3 separate regions of the Mus musculus genome follow, and regions 1 and 3 are each linked to region 2. The links are chromatin contacts, called in public Hi-C maps. All regions are on one chromosome and are shown on one strand. The core of a region is the stretch at or near the end of the contact, and the rest is flanking DNA. Distances in the headings are between cores, read along the strand shown. Region 1 overlaps Gm31813 (a long non-coding RNA gene). Region 2 has its middle 86 kb from the start of Gm31466. Region 3 holds the start of Tbl1xr1 (transducin (beta)-like 1X-linked receptor 1).

Region 1 (2,787 bases), core at 234-2,733, 1.3 Mb before region 2:
AGGGAGACAGAGAGACCTTTGCAAAGTCTAGATGTATGACTCCCCAGTTGCTGAGAGGACAGTGGCTGTCCCAACTTCACTGATGTGGCCACCAAACAGGTTGAGCCCTGAGCCCAAGCTCAGAAGCCTTGAATAGACCCCCTGTCTCCAAAGCACGAGTTTGCTTTCCTTTCTGCACAGGCCCCGCCCTCCCCTTCCAGAGCGAAGACTCTTGTGGCCTTTGCACACACCTGGGGCAGGGGAAGCCGATTTCTGGTCTGGGACAGGGGACAGCCAGGATCCAAGCTGGGTATGCTGGATGTGCGAGAGTGCTAAAAGAAAAGCCAGGGCTCTAGAGACAAGGAGACACCAGCTGGGTGGCACAGGCCCCACCCTAGTTGGTAGCAAAAGTCGGGGGAGGGGAGGTTCTGGGTCTTTCAATGCAAATATTGTTAACCTAGCCTTGAACATGGTCCGAGTACCCGATGGTCAGTTTGCAAGGTGGGAACAGGAGCCCACACTGTGTACCTGTAAGGAAACATGTAAAACATGACCCACAAAATGTCACCAGAGCTGAGGAGCAGTTTCGTAGAGGCTCTCTGAAGAGAGAACTCTACAGGAAAAAGGGACCTGGAGCTTTCCAGATATTGAGGACAGTATCTTGTGCGTGTTGGAGTGTAGGGGGCGGGATGGGGCAAGGCCTTTCCAACCTCCCCTACCTTGGTGACTGCTGCTAGCTTTGTAATCTGCTCTGCCACGTGGTGTGCGCTTGGAGGTAGGTGGTGGTAGCAGTTATATCGGCCAGAGGAATATTTGGCTAAACATAACATTGAAACCCCCCTCTCCCTAGCCCAGGCCCCCTCTTGACTCGGTGAAGGCGATCCTGATGCGGCTGAGATCCATCCAGCCTGGCCAGGCAGCCGCCGCGCCTCCCCTCCCCCGCTGGACTGTGAGCCCATTTTCGCTCGGCTGGTCTCTGCGCCGCCGGATGGATGGCGCCCCACCCCCCCTCTCCTCTGCTCAGTCATTCAGACTTGGAAAGTCAATAACACGCTGACATCATCAGGGGTTTGTGTATTATTACACGGCTACTTTCCAGAATACCTGGCATTATCTAAGAGAGGAGCACTCGATTGCACCAGCAAGGCCCCGAGCGGAGTCTGCAGCCCCGGGGAGGCGCGGCTGCTGCGGCCAGGCCCTTTTTTTCCACAGGGAGTACCTCCAGGGCACCAATTAGGAACAGATGGTGGCTTCTGCTCTAAAAGCAGATGCACTTTAGATATCGATACAGATTCATTTTGGCTTGGGGGATGTACTCAGAAGTCACCCTCAAGTGACCTCCATTTCTTCTGAAAACACACGTGCCCTGACTTTTGGTCCTTAAAGAGCATTTTCAATGATTCTCACACAGGCAAAAAAAAGAAAGGCATGTGCTCTAACCAGAAGCCAAAGCCTGCCTCTTGATGCTTAGGAGTGGGGGTTGGGAGGCGGGTGTTATGCAATCACCATTGCGGGTGATTAGGGCTTTGCTTTGCCTCCAAGGCTGTTTGGTGGTTGAGTTTCTCTTTAAGCTTACTGCAGGGCAAACGCACAGAAAAACATGGCCCAGATTTATGGTGCAAAACTGCTCTCCGAGTAAATTGCCTTAGCATTCTGTTTCGGTTCTGGAGCAGAGAAGAGTAGATGGATTTGGGGTTAATTAAGATCTCTTTATCATAAGTTCCGGGGGTTACTTTGCCTAGAGTGAGGGGTTTATTTATTTATTTAGGTTTCTTTCTTTCTTTTTAAAAGTTTATTCGTTTAAGTAGTTTACTTCTCTCCCCCTTGCTGTGAAGGGTACATGAAAGGAGCTTTGATACTAATTAATTGTATAGATGGCTGCCACTTTGTTTTAGAGAACACATTCACATATTAAAGACAATACATCCAATAACTCACGCAACATGGTGCCTTTTCTGAATAGCCAAACAGGCTATTTATTTACAGACACAGGACTGGTCTCCTTTAAGTTCTCTTCAGTATTTTTAATTGGAAAAAAAATAATGGCAGCCAGCCCTAATTTGGAGAATGACAAGGGGAAGGGCTGGCCCTCCTTCGCCTGATCTCACCCCCCCCCCCCCGCCCCCCCTTGCTCCCGGCAGGGAGCTGCCTGATCTAAAGTCCTTAAGTTTCCCCTGGAGGAAGCAGAGCAGACAGCCTCTCACTAGTAAGGGTTTCTCTTCCTGCAGCCAGTCCTTTCAGAACCTTAGGGCAACTTCCCCCTAAATGCTTTGACAGAGAGCAATCTGAAGCTGCCATTTCTCAAATCCAGCCACAGCTGGGATGCACAAAGCTAGGAGTCAGGGCAAAAAAATCTCCAAGATGGCCCCCTGATAGCCCTCCCTAGAAGTGTCTGAAATGGTGAGACGTGCAGAAAAGTGGAACTTATGGGGTCAGGAAGAAAATGAACCCTCATTTTGGGGCCTAGTTGAAACCTCTAGCCAGCCGAAAGCAAGATTTTTTTTCTTTTTAAAGTTAAAATTTGCTGTGAAAGTTGCTGTCATACAAACAATATTCCTGTGTATGTGTCTGAAGGCCCAACATGTGAAGGTCACAGGGCAACCTCAAGTGTCCTTCTTCACCAGGTGATCCCCAGTTTTTGCTTGAGATGGGGGTTTCTCAGGTTTTTTGTTGTTTTTGTGTATGGGTGTTTCTATGTATGTATGTATGTATGTATGTATGTATGTATGTATGTATGTATGTGCAAGGGTCTATTGTGGTCAGGAGAAGATGTTTGATCGACTGAAGCTGGAGTTTTCAGTGGTTGAA
Region 2 (3,078 bases), core at 392-2,891:
TGGGCATGTAGTCACATCAGAATGCCCATCAAAATGAATGATCACAAGGGTTTGACAGGATCTTGTGCTAAGTCAGCATGCAAGACATGCTTTTGAAAGATTGCTTTATATCATTCATCTTCAAAGAGAACTCCAAGAGGTTGCCACAGCTCACCCCTCCCCCAAGTTCTATAGATGCCTCATAGCCAAGTTTGTGCCATTGTCAGGAGTCCACCAAAATTCACATGACATTTTCTTTTCTGTATTCTTTTGAAGGAATGACCTTTCATTAATTATGATGTACATATTTCTGTGCTTTCTAATTTGGTTCATTTTTTAAATCTGTAACTACAGCATGACCAATATAAAGTACAAACACAGTATTTATATGAACTCAACACTCTAAAATTGTGTGAAATCCATCACAGTTCACACACCCTGTGTACATGTAGCCATTTAAAAAAAATCCACAGCCACTGTATGACTGAATTATTTGATCTGATTGTGGTATGTTTTATCCATTTTAAAGAGGAGAAAACTGAGATCTAAAAAAGGTTAAGTCAAATTCCCATGGTTAACATAGCCATAAGTATTTCAGTCATCTTTGAAAACTGTCAGCCTGTATTAGTTTGTGTCTTTTCTGTGAAGAAGAGGAGACAGCTAGCAGGCCCTTCCCACATTCCTTGAACAACATCAGTTTAGAGGTCAAGGAATACAGCAACCTCAGTATGTCATCATGTGAAGAGCTCCACTGCTTACCCTTGTCATTCCACTTTCATACTAGAAAATGGTTCTTTTAAGGTAACACTGCTATAGACCTCCCCGCAACCAGTTCCCTTCTCTCCGGGCTACTCAATGGAAAATAGGCTGAAGGGAAAAAAAAAAAAAAGTTCTCCTGGAGATTTATTATTAACCTTTTGTGGATACTTCTGTTTTCATCACATCTCCAAGATTGCCAGTCATCCCTAGAATTCCTGCTCTCCAGGGCTATTTTCCAGCTCTGCCTTCTTTAGAAAAGTATCCAAACCTTAGGTCAATTCTCTACAGTCACCTTCTCTGTTTAGGACCTCAATCTCTTCCTTTTTGGGTATCCTTATCCATGACACAGGAAAGAGGCAAATGGGTTCTGAGTATGACCTTGGTAAGTGGTTTCTCTTCCAGTAGGAAGTTGAAGGGAGAACCTGGAAATGATTAGTCCTGCTTGTACCCATTTCCTCTGAGAGTTGTCTTTACTATTAATGAAATGTACATTTTCAAGACTACCATCTGGTTTTGAATTTACAATTATCTGCATTGCTTTTAGAATAAAGCATCTCATTTTTAAAACTTTTTAGACAATGAAGCTATTATGTTTTTAAAATAAAAACTGAATAAGTATCATCTAAAATAACTGTTTATACTATAAGACTGTTATTCAAGAAGATTCTAAAACATGGAGTCAAGGGAATCAATGGAGGCTGTGAAGATTCCCCAGCTATTCCCACAGAAGGAACTAAACCAGCTCATTGTCTGTGCCAGTTTAAGCCATAATTACATTAGTTTTTAAGAAATAAGCAAAGGATGCAGTCTTTACATGTCTTCCTGGGATAAATTAGCATATTTGTTGGAGCTCTACTAGCCACAGTAAAGGACAGCATATGCTGGTAATGACCTTGTTTGACATTTCTGAACTGGCACCCAGAAGTCTCTAAAGCCATCTGCTTCCAGGCCTAAAAATAACCACAAATAACTAACTTATTGGAATACATTTTTTCTTCTGCTTTTCGTCTTAATTATAAAAACATGCCCACCCTAATCAATGTCTTTGCTTCAAGGTAAAAGTTTGATGGCCTAGAACACAAAGCAGACTTCAAGCTCTCAGCTAAGTGGTATTTGTTTGCAAGCTACCAGTCACATAGTAGAATGAGCATGTTTTTAGTTCACTGTTCACAAGAACAACTACTACATGTAGATGTGAGGGTACTGTAGAGATGTCATAGTATGTAAGTAAGTGATTAATCCATTAGCATGAAGACTTGAGTTTGATCCTCACCACATTTGTAAAAGTCAAACATAAAGACAGCTACAGTATATATATACAGTATATACAGTATATATATTAATATATATATATATATATATATATATATATATTAAAGTCACACATGATGGCACAAACTTGAAATTCCAGTCCTGGAGAGAAAATGGAAGCAGTGAGACTGTTGGGGATTTGTTGACTGGCCAGGCTAGTTGAATCCATGAGCTCCAGGTCTTAATAAAAGAACTTGTCTCAAATGCAAGGTTTGGGAAGATGACTGAAAACTCACGATTATTATAGATGACCTCCATTAATTTTCCAGCACCCATGTTAGGAGGCTCACACGTGCCTATAATGCCAGCTTCAGAGAAATCTGATGCTATTATCTCCTGGGCACTTGGTCTGTCTAGGATCATGGGCACCTGGTGGACAAGTCCACGTACTCCCACAGACGCAGACTCACAAACACATAAAAAATAGCAAGGTTAATAGACTTCATATACAATTAAGGTACACACACATACATACACACATATACACACAGAGTATATACAAAATACAAGGGCAAGACAATAAGGAACCTGTTGTTCTAGTATCATTCCTATGTTAAACATGCTCAGCATATCCCTTATTCAGAGCTCAGTATCTGACTGTGTTATTTTCCTGCCACCCATCTGTTTGTTTTCTGGCCTGTCTTTGGCTCACCCAGTTGTTTGTATTGCCACATGGGGTACATCATCTCAGATGTTTGCACAAACTAATGGTAGAAAAAGAATATCTGACATCAAAGAAATATTTCTGACAAGTTTAGGATACAGGTAGAATCTCCTTTGTTCCAATTAAGCAAAACTCCGTGAAGAAAGAAGACTAAAATGTGGTTTTCATAAATAGACAGTTCTTAACTACTTTTCATAAAGCAAACAGAAAAGGAACAGAGGGGACTGTAGGGAAAAAATATTGCTATGTCATTTCATTTAAAAGTCTGAGAGACACATATTGAATTGCTCTGTTTCTGCAGTACAAGGACCTCTGAAGACATCCTCCTATGACTTCTATCATTGACTTCATTCAATTTTATATTG
Region 3 (3,000 bases), core at 319-2,818, 1.5 Mb before region 2:
CGAGAACATACAGTCCCAGGAAGTCAGGATTACTGAAGTGCTCCAATAAGCATGGGTCTTATTTAACAAAACTGAACGTGAATCACACAGGGAAACCCAAAACTCATTTACTACCTTCAATGGGCCACCAAGATACTGCAAAGCACTTTAGCTAAGTTAAATCAGTAAGACATGGCCTTGTATTGTTTTACACTGATGGGGGGCTTTCAATCTCAAGATTCAAACTAGAAATAACACATCATTTCATCCACCGTACTTTATTAACATGTTTAGACCAGCATAAGGTTCTTATATGGAAAAACAAGAAAGCCAACAGTAAACTTCCCTAATTAACTGTAAATGGCATATAACCCTTCACCCTGGGGCCGATAAAGTCCAACCAAGGTTTTAAGAAAACTCCAGACTGTTAAAGAAATGTAATGTTTAGCTATGTTCCAACTCTTCTGTGTGATCACCAAATTATTTTCAGTGTTGGGTAACCTAACAAAGAGAGCGTTTCTTAAAAGCCACCCAACCCAAATGTTACACAGAACAGACCATTTTCACAACCTAAATTTAATCCAAATTGAGAACTTCCAAAATTACCGAACACTCTAACACATGCATGATTCGCCTCGAGCTGCCTTTCAACGTGGAATTACACTTAAATGAAAGTCAGCCCCTGTTCCAAAAAAAAAAAAAAAAAAAAAAAAAAGACATCGGTTGCAAAGAGGAAGTCACCCAGCAAACACTCACAACGTGGCTCTATACTGTCAGAAGATAATGTGACTTGTGTGCCACCCCGAAACTTACCAGGAAGCTGGCAATAAGTTTGCCAACTGTATACACTTCTGACCCAACTTTACCGAGGCTGTGGCCAGGGCCTCCTCGTGGGGAGGCCACAGGCACAAGGTGCCCACACTCGCGTCCTGAGTGAGCGAGGCCCGGCCGCGCCCCTCCCCCGCCCGCGCCCCAACAGCCGCCCGCGGTCCCCGCCGCCGCCCGGGGTCTCCGCGCGCCACAGCCCGAGGGGTGCGCGACCGGGCGACTGCAGCCCGCGCGCCCGAGCGCGGACCAGCACCCATCCTGAGCCCTGGCCGCTCCCCCGCTATGTGAGCACAGGGCGGCTGCGGCCCCGCATCCAGCCTGCGCCCCCAAGCCCGCTCGCCTGGGCCCAGTGCCTCCCGCAGCCACCCCGACCCGGGGGGGCAGCACGTGAGCGCAGCCGCCCCTCCCCCGCGCCCAGGCCAAGTTCGCGGCGCCCGCAGCCCCGGGCCCGCGCTCACCTGCTTGGCGACGCTGTCCCCTCCAGGACGCGCGGCGCTCCCCTCCTGGCCGCCGTCGGCACCCCGAGGCGCCCTGGGGTGCGGGCGCTGACAGCCGGGCAGCGGGTCCGGCGGGGGAGGGGCGCGGGGGCAGGGCGCAGCACCGAGGCAGGAGGGGAGCTGTTACTAAGGGAGAGAGCCAAGCGCGCGAGCGGCCAACGGCTCCGGCTCGGCACCGGGGAGCGCGGGGACCAGCCAGGCACAAATGAGCTCCGGGCCCGCGGCGGCGACGGCCGCGCAGCAAAACAAACCCGAGCGGCCTGCGCCCGGCGCGCGGGGAGGGAGGAGGGAACAGGGAGCGAGGAGGGGGAGGGGTAGAGGGGGAGGGGGTGGAGGGGGAGGGGAGGAGGACCCGAGGAGGGGGAGGGGAGACGAGGGGAGCGGAGGGGTGGGGCGCGCCCGGAGGGGGAGGGGAGGAAGTGAGGAGGACCCGGGAGGGGGAGGGGAGCGGAGCCGGGTGGTGGAAGAGAAGGAGAGCTGGGCGGGGGAGGGGAGCCTGGAGGAGGAGTGGGGAAACGGGTTGTGGAGGGGGAAGGGAGCCCCGAGAAGGAGAGGCGAGGGGGAAGGGAGCCTGAGCCTGGGAGGGGGAGGGGAACCTCGACGGGGAGGGGGACCTGGGAGGGGGAACTTAGAGGGAGGAGCGCCGGAGTGGGGGAGGGGCGCGGCGGAGGGGCGGGGCCGCGGTGGAGGCAGCGCGGCGGTGGCGGTGGGGGTGGCGGCCGACGAGCCGTTCCACACTCGGCTTCCTCACTCGCTCCGCTCTCCCTCCACCCAGCCTCCCTCGCTCGCTCGCGGCGCTGGGGGCTGGGCTCGCCGCGCATTCGTTCCAGAGCCCGCAGCCGGGGCTGTCCCGCTGCCTGGGTGGCGCTTGAGTCCCTTCGCCCGCAGCAATCCCGCGAGCCGCGGCCGCTCCGATCCCCGGAGGCGGCCGGCAGCTGCGGGAGCTCGGCGCGGGCTCCACATGGACTCCGCGTTCAAAGTGCCGCACACTTGGATGCGCGTAAACACGCCCGCTCCGGAGCGTACCTGGAAAGGTGCTTCGCCTGCCGTGAGCGAGTTCTAGGATGGGACCCGGAGCACCGCGCGTGGGGAGACGCGCAGCGCGCACGGCGAGAGGGGTTTGGTGAAAACGCAAAGCTGAAATTGAAGTTGTGCGCCCAAATGTGCGACTTGTCTGCGGGTCTTTTGGGAAGGTTTGATGGATCAGTTCTCATTGCGCGAAAATAAAGCCATAGACAGAATGAATGTTCACTAAGTGTGCACCGCGGTGTGATATCCACGGGAGTTTATATTATCTACTTTCTGCATGCGTCTGGCACGTGAAGGCGGTTTCTGAAGTACAGTTTGGCTGCCCAATAATGTCAAAATGTGGCTGCCGGAGCGCCGAGGATTTTTAAAATACTGCGGTGACCTTCCTGAGCCTTTCAGAAACCTGGGCTGTAAGAGGCACCCTTCCTTTTAATTCTAGCATATATCTTGAAACTCTGCTTTTTTGTTACTATCTTTAAAAATACTTTGCAACCTTCTTTGGTGAAAGGTTCTAGTTTCAAGTTGTCAAAACATTTGGAAACGTGTATTCCTGTCAAGCAGTGGTCTTCCTTTAGTGCTTCAAAGATAAATTTTCAAACAAAGTATCATTTGAAGTAACTTTCACAGCTATAGACTGTGCAGCCTAACAAACTCCGAGACTAGATTA

The links. Hi-C and Micro-C count contacts between places; a contact is called where the count stands out from the background.
Region 1: a Hi-C map of cerebellar granule neurons shows a contact between it and region 2, with 4 times the contacts expected there. The contact joins two enhancer-like sites. A contact is called at or near these places in 1 of 15 datasets of contacts at CTCF or cohesin (pro-B cells), 19 of 484 Hi-C or Micro-C datasets (the HL-1 cell line, the HPC-7 cell line, adipose-derived mesenchymal stem cells and 13 more), 7 of 115 datasets of contacts at active chromatin or transcription factors (T-cell acute lymphoblastic leukemia, astrocytes, differentiating embryonic stem cells and 3 more) and 1 of 9 other capture datasets (embryonic stem cells).
Region 3: a contact with region 2 is called in a Hi-C map of cerebellar granule neurons, with 2.4 times the contacts expected there. The contact joins the promoter of Tbl1xr1 here to the enhancer-like site in region 2. A contact is called at or near these places in 11 of 39 promoter capture datasets (the 3T3-L1 cell line, the C10 cell line, cranial neural crest and 6 more), 9 of 484 Hi-C or Micro-C datasets (the HL-1 cell line, adipose-derived mesenchymal stem cells, cardiomyocytes and 4 more), 5 of 115 datasets of contacts at active chromatin or transcription factors (acute myeloid leukemia, astrocytes, cardiomyocytes and 2 more) and 1 of 9 other capture datasets (adipose tissue).

What each region holds. Positions count from the first base shown.
Region 1 is chr3:21,934,342-21,937,128 of GRCm38.p6, reverse strand. All of the region lies in intron 3 of Gm31813 (a long non-coding RNA gene), which reads left to right. Among named protein-coding and RNA genes, the nearest start is that of Gm31813, 29 kb to the left of the region's middle. Within about 2 kb of position 1,483, at least 415 of the 459 cell types and tissues checked have an H3K27ac peak or open chromatin away from gene starts, as enhancers often do. A contact at or near this core is called in cerebellar granule neurons, where this site is marked.
Region 2 is chr3:20,590,489-20,593,566 of GRCm38.p6, reverse strand. No RefSeq gene overlaps it. Among named protein-coding and RNA genes, the nearest start is that of Gm31466, 86 kb to the right of the region's middle. Within about 2 kb of position 1,641, at least 1 of the 459 cell types and tissues checked has an H3K27ac peak or open chromatin away from gene starts, as enhancers often do. A contact at or near this core is called in cerebellar granule neurons, where this site is marked.
Region 3 is chr3:22,075,220-22,078,219 of GRCm38.p6, reverse strand. It overlaps Tbl1xr1 (transducin (beta)-like 1X-linked receptor 1), which reads right to left and starts at 1,568. Exons shown (of 16, transcript NM_030732.3): 1 at 1,266-1,568.